Linked DNA regions of Mus musculus: all the other regions are linked to region 2. Evidence: chromatin contacts called from public Hi-C data. All regions are on one chromosome and are shown on one strand. The core of a region is the stretch at or near the end of the contact, and the rest is flanking DNA. Distances in the headings are between cores, read along the strand shown.

Region 1 (2,700 bases), core at 4-2,503, 370 kb before region 2:
GCTGGGCATGGTAGCAGATCCACTTGAGAGGCAACCAAGGCCGATGGATCTCTGTATGTCTGAGGCCAGCCTGCTATATGCCTAGTCAGGGCCTACCCTTTAACCCCATCTCAAAAAAAAAAAAAAAAAAAAGGAAAAAAGGAGGGAGGGAGGAAGGAAGGAAGGATGGGAGGGAGAGAGGAAGGGAGGATGGAAAGGAGGAAGGGAGGGAAGGGGGAGGGAGAGAGGAGAGAGAGACAGAGACAGACAGAGACAGAGACAGACAGAGACAGAAAGGAAAAAGACCCTAATGCTGTCCCCAGCAGCTGAGACGCTCCCTGGTGGCGATTGTCTGAAGTTCACCTAGAGGCCTTTTCTAGAGTCACTTGTGAGGCATGAGTGGGAAACAGGAAGGATAAAGGACCTTAAGCATGATGAATCTGGGGCGCAGCCTACAAGAGGTGGCTAGACCAGTGCCCGTCTTAGGTTATTCCTTCCTCTCCTGCTGGCTTGGGAGGGCTAACAGGATCCCTACTTCCAGACCTCTTCATTTTCCAGGAAGGGAAGGGCAGCGCGTCCAGCAGCTCACACCTCCAGATAATAACAAAAGCCTGGGCCCTTTCCCAGTCACCTGACCGTACACGCAGCTTATTTCACTTATGGAACTGATTCTGTCACCATCTTCGCTGGTCCTGGAATTTAAGATCTTAATACTAATAATACTAATAAATATTTTTAATGAAAAGATAAAAGATACTAAGTTTATTTGATGATTTTTACAAGGTAAAAATATAGACTCTGATGTTTAAAATTATTAAGAGTTTTAAGACAGTAAAATCAGAGCTTTTACCAGCGAGATGTCACTGTAATTACAGAGCCATGTGTGGTGACAAGTCTCACACACATCCATGCAGTCATCCTGAAGAGACCTTTTTTCTGAGTAAACCCTTGTATACTCAGAACATCAAGTTGCATACCGCAAGTGCTCAATACATGCTGAAGAACAACGCCCCGCCCCCACCGCCCGCCCCGCCCCGCCCCGCCCCGCTGACCTGCCAGGATGGCATGCTCTGTCCCTTCCCAGAAACAAACAAAAACAAACACGACAAACAAAAAAAAGCAAAAATGAACAAAACCAATCAACCAAACAATCAAACAAATGCCAAAAACAAAACCCTGGAAGAAGAGGCTGAGCTGGTGAGGAGCCGGGAGTGTTTAGTTACTATCCCACCCCTAGAGAAGGGACAGATGACCTCTAGTGTTGGAAGTGATGAAGAGCTCCGTGGACCGAGGGTTTGGACAGGGGGAAAAGGGGGTATTTCAGGCACAGGCAACTAGGCAAAGGGGTGAAGCTATGGAGACTGCAATGCATTCTGGGACACACACTGTGGAACTGGAGTGTGGGGCATATACAGGACACAGAGGGAAGTTCTCAGGGCTCTCCGAGGTCCCTCCTTTCCTCTCTGGCTTGTGAAGACTTCCTTTAGCAACCTTCCAACAGAAGTGTGACAGCTGCTTGCTTAGTTCAGGGCAGGAGGGAATTCTTCTCCTCCATTCCCAGAATTTAAGCAAAGGCTTTGCCCCTAGGCCAGGGCAAGGATAGCATGCACATTTTTGCAATCCAGCACCAACAATGAGTTGGGTACTGGTCATTGTAGTTCAGAGATTCCAGGATTCTTTGTTCTGTCTGGGAAGGAAAGTGTGTAGGAGTCTCGGTCAGGGGTCAGTAAGCATCAAATAAGTAAGGTGCTTTGAAAGCAGCAGTACATGAATTTTTTCATCTCTAAACATCCCACAGTGATAAAGGCCATTTCCAATCTGATATCCTGAGAAGTGATGGGAACTAGGTACCAAACCTGACTAGAAGACCGTCCACTCTGGGTTTCAAGAAAGTATTTCTAGAAAACCAGTTTTGGAGTTCTGATGATGTTTCTTTTTGTCACCAACTCGGGGTGGGGTGGGTGGGGGGAGCCTGCGAGCACAACTTTCATTTCTTCTAGTAGCTGATTTCTAAAGAAAAACTGGCCAGACAGTGTCGAAGGACAGTGACTCATGGACAGGCCCTGTCATTGACTTCTCTCCTACGAGGTCAGCTCCCAGGATCCATTGTAGCTTGGCAAATGAGCCCTGGTGGATTCTCTGCTGGCAGCCACCGCACTGGATTATAGATGCTCAAGGGTGCCAGGCCATAAACTGGTTAAAATACATGGGCCATCATTAGTTCAAGAGTTCCCTCCTATTTTCCAGGAGAGTGCAGCATGCCAGAGGGCTGGCTTGCTGGTTGAATTTGGGTGGTCCATGGATTTAGCCCTCCACTTATTTATCCAAACACATTATCTATCCACCAATCTACATACGCATGCATGCATGCATCCAAACTCATCTATACACTTATCATCCAACTACAGACACACACACACACACACACACACACACCCATCCATCTAAACACTCATTCATCAGTCCATGTACATACACATATCCATACATACATACATACATGCACCACCACCACCCCATCTTTCTATTCAAACACACATACACCGTATTCCATACCCACCAGTCCATCCAAACACTCATCCATCCATCCATCCATTAATCCATTTCATCTAAACATAGATCCATCTACCTATTTATTTAAACATACATTGATCCACCAATAGATATTTATCCATGCACCCATTCTCCTTTTCCCCCATGGTGTAAGAGAGTGGGTGATTT
Region 2 (2,700 bases), core at 117-2,616:
TTCCTGGCAGCCTTAAGTGTATTGTTACTCTCTTCAAAAAAAAGAAAAATACCATGTAAAATGTTACCAGCTTTCTATACACATAATAAAATCAATCTTTTGCTACAAGTCTGTTAAATGAAATAGCATGTCCCCAGGAAACACAAGAAGTGTCAGTGTCTGAAAAAAAATATATATATGTATATATATGAATAAAAGTAAAAAAAAGAAAAACCCAAAGGTCAGAATAAAATACAAAGCAGCTCCTGTAAAACTAAGAATAGATATGAATACTTGCATGCATTCTATATAGCATGTGTCCTCAAAATGCCCCACCAGAATGCATGCTGGAGTTCCGATCTGTGGCGTCTTTTAGGCGTTTGCGAAGCCTTCCTGATTCCCAAGATATAGACATTGCACCCATTGACAAGAAATAGACCTTTTGAATTGAGCTGATAAGTTGAAGTGAATATGGCCTTGGATTTCTACTAAAGAATAGGTTATTTATGAGGGATCTATCACCCCAAAGCCTGGTGGCTAAGAGCAAGCAACTAATAAACAGATATAGCCACTATTTTCCCTTTTATGTGGCAAAGGCTTTATCAACAGATCATATTTAAATAAATTGTGCAAACTAAATTCCCAGTTAAAGAACAAACATCTTCCCATGTCTAATGTGATGGACACGAGGCTGATTTGAAGCCACATGCCATCCAGGAAGAAGGGAGCCCCCTGGCATAGCCAGGACTGAAATCCATCAAAGTTCAGATTTGACTGTCTCCTTGAAAGCTGGACGTGGCGATTCGGCAATCTGCGATTTATTTAATTTTAATTAAATTTTGTTTCACATCCTGTTTTGCAAGTCAGCAAGATGGGTTTTGTTTGCCAAGAGGGGGAAATGACACAGAAGGAGAAACTCGCTGTCCAGGGCGGATCAGAGGTGTGAGGCTGGCGTTAGCGAGGCTGAAGCCTTTCTCGGGAACACAGGACTTTGTCTGCAGAGCCTGTCTGGCCCTCAGTATCGCAGCGCCGCTGTCTCCTCACTGAAGGGCCTATTTGTCTGCTTTAAGTGAGATCACTCAATTCTCAAAAGTCAGTGGAGGGCTGTGGAAGGGGGAGGGTTCGGATAGGCTACTCCAAATAAGTTCCATTAATCAAAAGACACAGTGTAATGTAACTAATATTTTACAATTAGGGAAGCCAAGATGCGACTAAAAGCCATCTATCTCTCTTATACCACATGATCATCGATTCATAATCGGAGACTGAGAGTTGCACAAAGATGCATTTACCCGGTGGGGGGAGCCGGGGGGAGGGCCGGCCTGAGCCGAGATAATGAACGTGGTGAGGGCTCACGGCGCTGAAGGCTGAGAAGAGATGACAGAGAGGCTCAATGCTGACGGATGACATGAAGACACTAGCAGATACCTGACAGCCCGCGGGAGCCTCTGCGCTCTTCCCCCCGCATTATGGTCCTCAATTATCCTGGTAAGGGACTAAGGGGGGCACGAGGAGGCCGGCTGAGCCCGTGGTCATCAGCTCTGGGCTGACTTACCACGCTGCCACTATGCGAGGGGAGCAATCCTGCGAACACCACTCTGAGGGGCTATAGCTTCCTTTACCAAGGCTTTCGGGCACATGGGGGGGGGGGACAACGGGGATGCCCAGTTCGCCATCTGTTTTGTAATAAAATTCCCAACTCTTCAAAGAGGCTCATTTTTTTCCTTTACTGCCACCTTCAGGGAAAAGGAAGAGTTGGTCCCCCCCCCAAAAAAAGAAAAGAAAAGAAAAAAGAAAGAAAGAAAGAAAAAGAAAAAGTGAAGAGTGGATTCCTGGGCATTGGGGGGTGGGGGGAGGCTGGTCTCTGTGAAATGAGTCCCTTAGGGACAGCTCAGACTCCTGAAGTGATCTTCTCAGAGCTCCCCCAGTGAATAACGTGGGGTGTGCCTGCCTTAGTCGGGATCTAATTGCAGGAGCTAAGAAACCGGAGTGTGCCGGGGAAGCAGGGGGGGGTGTGTGAGCTCAGAACCCCTCAGTGAGCAGAGGCTTGGGGGACAGTAATCACAGCAAAAAGCACAAACTTTCCCTGGCTTCTGCCTCAGCGCATGCGCGGCCACCTGCTGGGGGGGCCCCTGCGTTCCCACATAGGTTCAGATCCTGCCCCTTAGTTTCTTTGTAAAGACGCAGTTGGCCTCCTCGTGGAGAGAGTCCTCAGAACAAAGGAGAGTGGTGCTCCAGGAGCCGCAGAAACTTGGCATCTTAGAAAGAATGTTGAGGTGGCAGGGCAGGTGGCACGGTAGACGGGGATCCAGGCCTCAGGGAAGGCCAAGAGCCACAGTGGCGGCCCCACCGGGCACAGCGTCCAGCAACTTTTGCTGCCCTGGCGCAGGGCGCTATTTCTTTAAAATACAATACCACAGTGATGTATTTATGTAATAAAAATAAATCCATATTGAAGCTGGAGATCTGAGGAGCCATTTCTACAGCGTTTGTGGGACCGGGGGGCGGGGTGGTTGGTTTGGTTTGGTTTGGTTTTCAATCATTACGTGGCTAACAAATGTATCACTTCCCTGCCTGTCTCTTCCCTCTTTCCTGTCTATTTCAGAGTGCTCCCCATGCCCAGTCTGAAAAGAGACAGGCTGCAGAAAATGCCAGAATTCTGTGTGTATGAGCCTATACAATCTCACTCGGGACATACACTAATGAGAGAGCTCCCTTTGA
Region 3 (2,700 bases), core at 124-2,623, 450 kb before region 2:
AAGCTGGCACGGAGAACGGTCTCCCCTTGGCAAATTAATTCTGAGGTTCAGTAGATACAGAAAAGTCAGGGTCCATGTGTGGAGAGATGATATCAACACGCTTTCTCAAGGGAACTTCAGCAGTAAAATTGCACCTTCAGCCATTTGTGTGATGCAGACATGGAAGCCATGGTTCCTAGAAAGCAGACAACAAAGTAGAAGAATTAGGTCAGTGAGATGGCTCCATGGGTGAAGGAGCTTGCCACCAAGCTTGATGACTTGAGTTCGATCCTCAGGACTCATGCAGCAGAAGGAATCGACTCCTGTGAATTGTCCTGTGAGATATGTATATGTATATTATATACACACACATGCACTCACACACGCACACACACACACACACACACACACACACACACACACACACACACACATGCAGTAAAACATAATAAAAGTTTAAAACAAATATCCTGCCCATCTGTATGGCCTAAGCATCCCAGGAGGACCCAGTGGAAAAGAGGACTAAATGAGTTGGCTTCAAATATGTTAGAACACATCTGGTGTGTCTGCCCAATGGAGTGTAAACCATCTTGTCTGGTGGTATATTACAGTGAAATCTCATGAAAGCTCCCTTCCTCATAGATGGTGGTTGAATGGGAAAGGGAGGCACATACCTGGATGCCCACAGATACGAATGGATGCCAGGCACTGGCTTAGCCACGGTGATTATTCCCTGAAGCATCAATTGCCCATCAGCAGCAGTCAACACAAGGATTTAAGGATGCTGTCAATAGACAAGCAAGGTATTATAGGTGTCCATATCTTCTAAGGCTATGAGCATCACTCTGCCCACTCAGAGGTCCATGGAGCAATGTAGAAGGAGTCCTGTCCAGAGCCATGTAGCTACTTCATAGGGATGTTGAAAGGACCACTAAAGCTGGAAAGGAATCATGTTTTGCTTGTGAAAGTTTTCCAAATTAACCGGGTTCCGTTCACAGGAGTCCTCCCACCACGCTCAGCAAATGACTCAAAGCCTCCACGTGATTTCATCTGTGCAGACTCTAATCCACTTACTTAATGAAATACATAATTAACATATTATAATTGCAGTAAAGATGGTTTTGACAGAAATCATTTCCCGTATCTAATACCGTGGTAATTTAATCTGTTCCCCACTCCCTAACACGACCCTCTATGATTAAGTTTCATAAGAATTTTTTTGATTGATTGACTCATCTGACGGGCTGGGCTTTGCTAAAGCGGTGTCTGTCAGTTTCTGGAGCGGCATGTGAAGTCGTGGCAGATGGCTGCGGCGGGCTCTGTGCACGGTCTCCCTGTGTGGTCTCCTGTCTCTCGCTCCTTCTCTTCCCTTCCCCTGCCTCGAAAGGCCCTGGTAATCCACTCTGCCTGAGTGCCAGAACCGCATGTTGCTAGCTGCTGCTCTTGTGTTGTGGGGGCTGTTATTACAGGCAGGGAAGCTGGGACCTGCTTGGGTGGGCTGGTGGCAGGCACGAGATGTCTGTCTCCCTCCCACCTAGCTGGATCTTCTGTCCATTCCCACGTACTCTGGCTGCTGGAGGAGTGGGTGAATCCACTGTCCCATTCTCAGACAGACCCTGTATGTTGGCTGAAAGAGATGGCAAAGTTTTCCCCACTGTGTCCCACTGGTCTCTGTGGCTGGGATCTGCTTAGGGGCCTATGCAGAATCTACTGTCTGGTGAGGACTCAGCCCTATAAACCTCTCCTTTCTTGGCTTTTCCTCCATGCTGCATCCTCTGTCTTGATTGGAATGAGATTCGAGCTTTGTACATGGGATACTGTGTTCTATTACCTAAGCTTGAGTTACATCTAGACTATCTATCTTCTCTCTCTGTGTGTAATACCTATCTATCTATAATATCTATCTATCTATCTATCTATCTATCTATCTATCTATCTATCTATCTATCTATCTATCTATCGGAAACTAGGACTATGTATCTCAGGCTGGCTTCAAACTCACGGAGTAGCTCAGGTTCCCTTGAACTTGCGATGCCTCTCTGCAGTGTTCTGAGTACTAGGATGAGTGTCATGTGTCACCCTGCTGGTTCCCCAGTTCTCGTGAGAGGCCAACACACATTTTCCCAGAAAAAAAAAGGTAGACTCTACAGTAGGATGCTTCTGTGCTGATGAAGGGAGAGAGATTTTGGAAGTATCAGCTGTCCAGAGATGGTATAAAGATTTGAATCCTATGGAATTGTGTATGGGAAAGAAGATGTCCAAAATGTCTCTGAGGGCCGGGATTAGTCCCTTGAACACAGTCCAGTCAGCAATGGGGCACAAAGTTCTACAAAATGAGTTAGGAAAGAGTCAGCATGAGTCAGGACTTGCTGTTTTCTGACGCTCCCTCTAAGTTGCTGTCATGCGTTAAGCACCTCGCCTAGTCTATTCTGAGTACTTATGTGTTGAAATTTTGATCCTCGGTTCTATTGGTGAATCCAATCCTGGGTTTGGGGTGTTAATTAGGGGTCAGTGATACTGGATACTATCTCCTGCACAGGTAAAAAACCCAAACCCAAAACCAAAACAAAACCTTAACTCCAGTGGCTATTAGACATTTTTTCATTGCTGCAACCGATATCCATAGGAAGCAACTTAAAGGACTCACATTTAGAGACAAGGCTGAGGCTCATGGCAGAAAGGCGTACTAATGCAAAGCTGCTTGCTTTATGGCAGCCAAGA

Evidence for each region. A called contact is a pair of places that touch in the nucleus more often than the background predicts.
Region 1: a contact with region 2 is called in a Hi-C map of muscle stem cells, with 4 times the contacts expected there. The contact joins two enhancer-like sites. A contact is called at or near these places in 1 of 15 datasets of contacts at CTCF or cohesin (embryonic stem cells), 40 of 484 Hi-C or Micro-C datasets (the C2C12 cell line, cardiomyocytes, cerebellar granule neurons and 16 more) and 12 of 115 datasets of contacts at active chromatin or transcription factors (SST interneurons, astrocytes, craniofacial prominence and 9 more).
Region 3: a contact with region 2 is called in a Hi-C map of cerebellum, with 3 times the contacts expected there. The contact joins two enhancer-like sites. A contact is called at or near these places in 2 of 484 Hi-C or Micro-C datasets (cerebellum and nephron progenitors), 3 of 115 datasets of contacts at active chromatin or transcription factors (embryonic basal ganglia, embryonic hindbrain and neural tube) and 1 of 9 other capture datasets (embryonic stem cells).

What each region holds. Positions count from the first base shown.
Region 1 is chr7:36,974,443-36,977,142 of GRCm38.p6, forward strand. No RefSeq gene overlaps it. Among named protein-coding and RNA genes, the nearest start is that of Gm36464, 32 kb to the left of the region's middle. Within about 2 kb of position 1,254, at least 11 of the 459 cell types and tissues checked have an H3K27ac peak or open chromatin away from gene starts, as enhancers often do. A contact at or near this core is called in muscle stem cells, where this site is marked.
Region 2 is chr7:37,341,820-37,344,519 of GRCm38.p6, forward strand. It overlaps a transcript of Zfp536 not described here. Among named protein-coding and RNA genes, the nearest start is that of Gm30483, 15 kb to the left of the region's middle. Within about 2 kb of position 1,367, at least 28 of the 459 cell types and tissues checked have an H3K27ac peak or open chromatin away from gene starts, as enhancers often do. A contact at or near this core is called in cerebellum and muscle stem cells, where this site is marked.
Region 3 is chr7:36,891,813-36,894,512 of GRCm38.p6, forward strand. No RefSeq gene overlaps it. Among named protein-coding and RNA genes, the nearest start is that of Gm36656, 21 kb to the right of the region's middle. Within about 2 kb of position 1,374, at least 13 of the 459 cell types and tissues checked have an H3K27ac peak or open chromatin away from gene starts, as enhancers often do. A contact at or near this core is called in cerebellum, where this site is marked.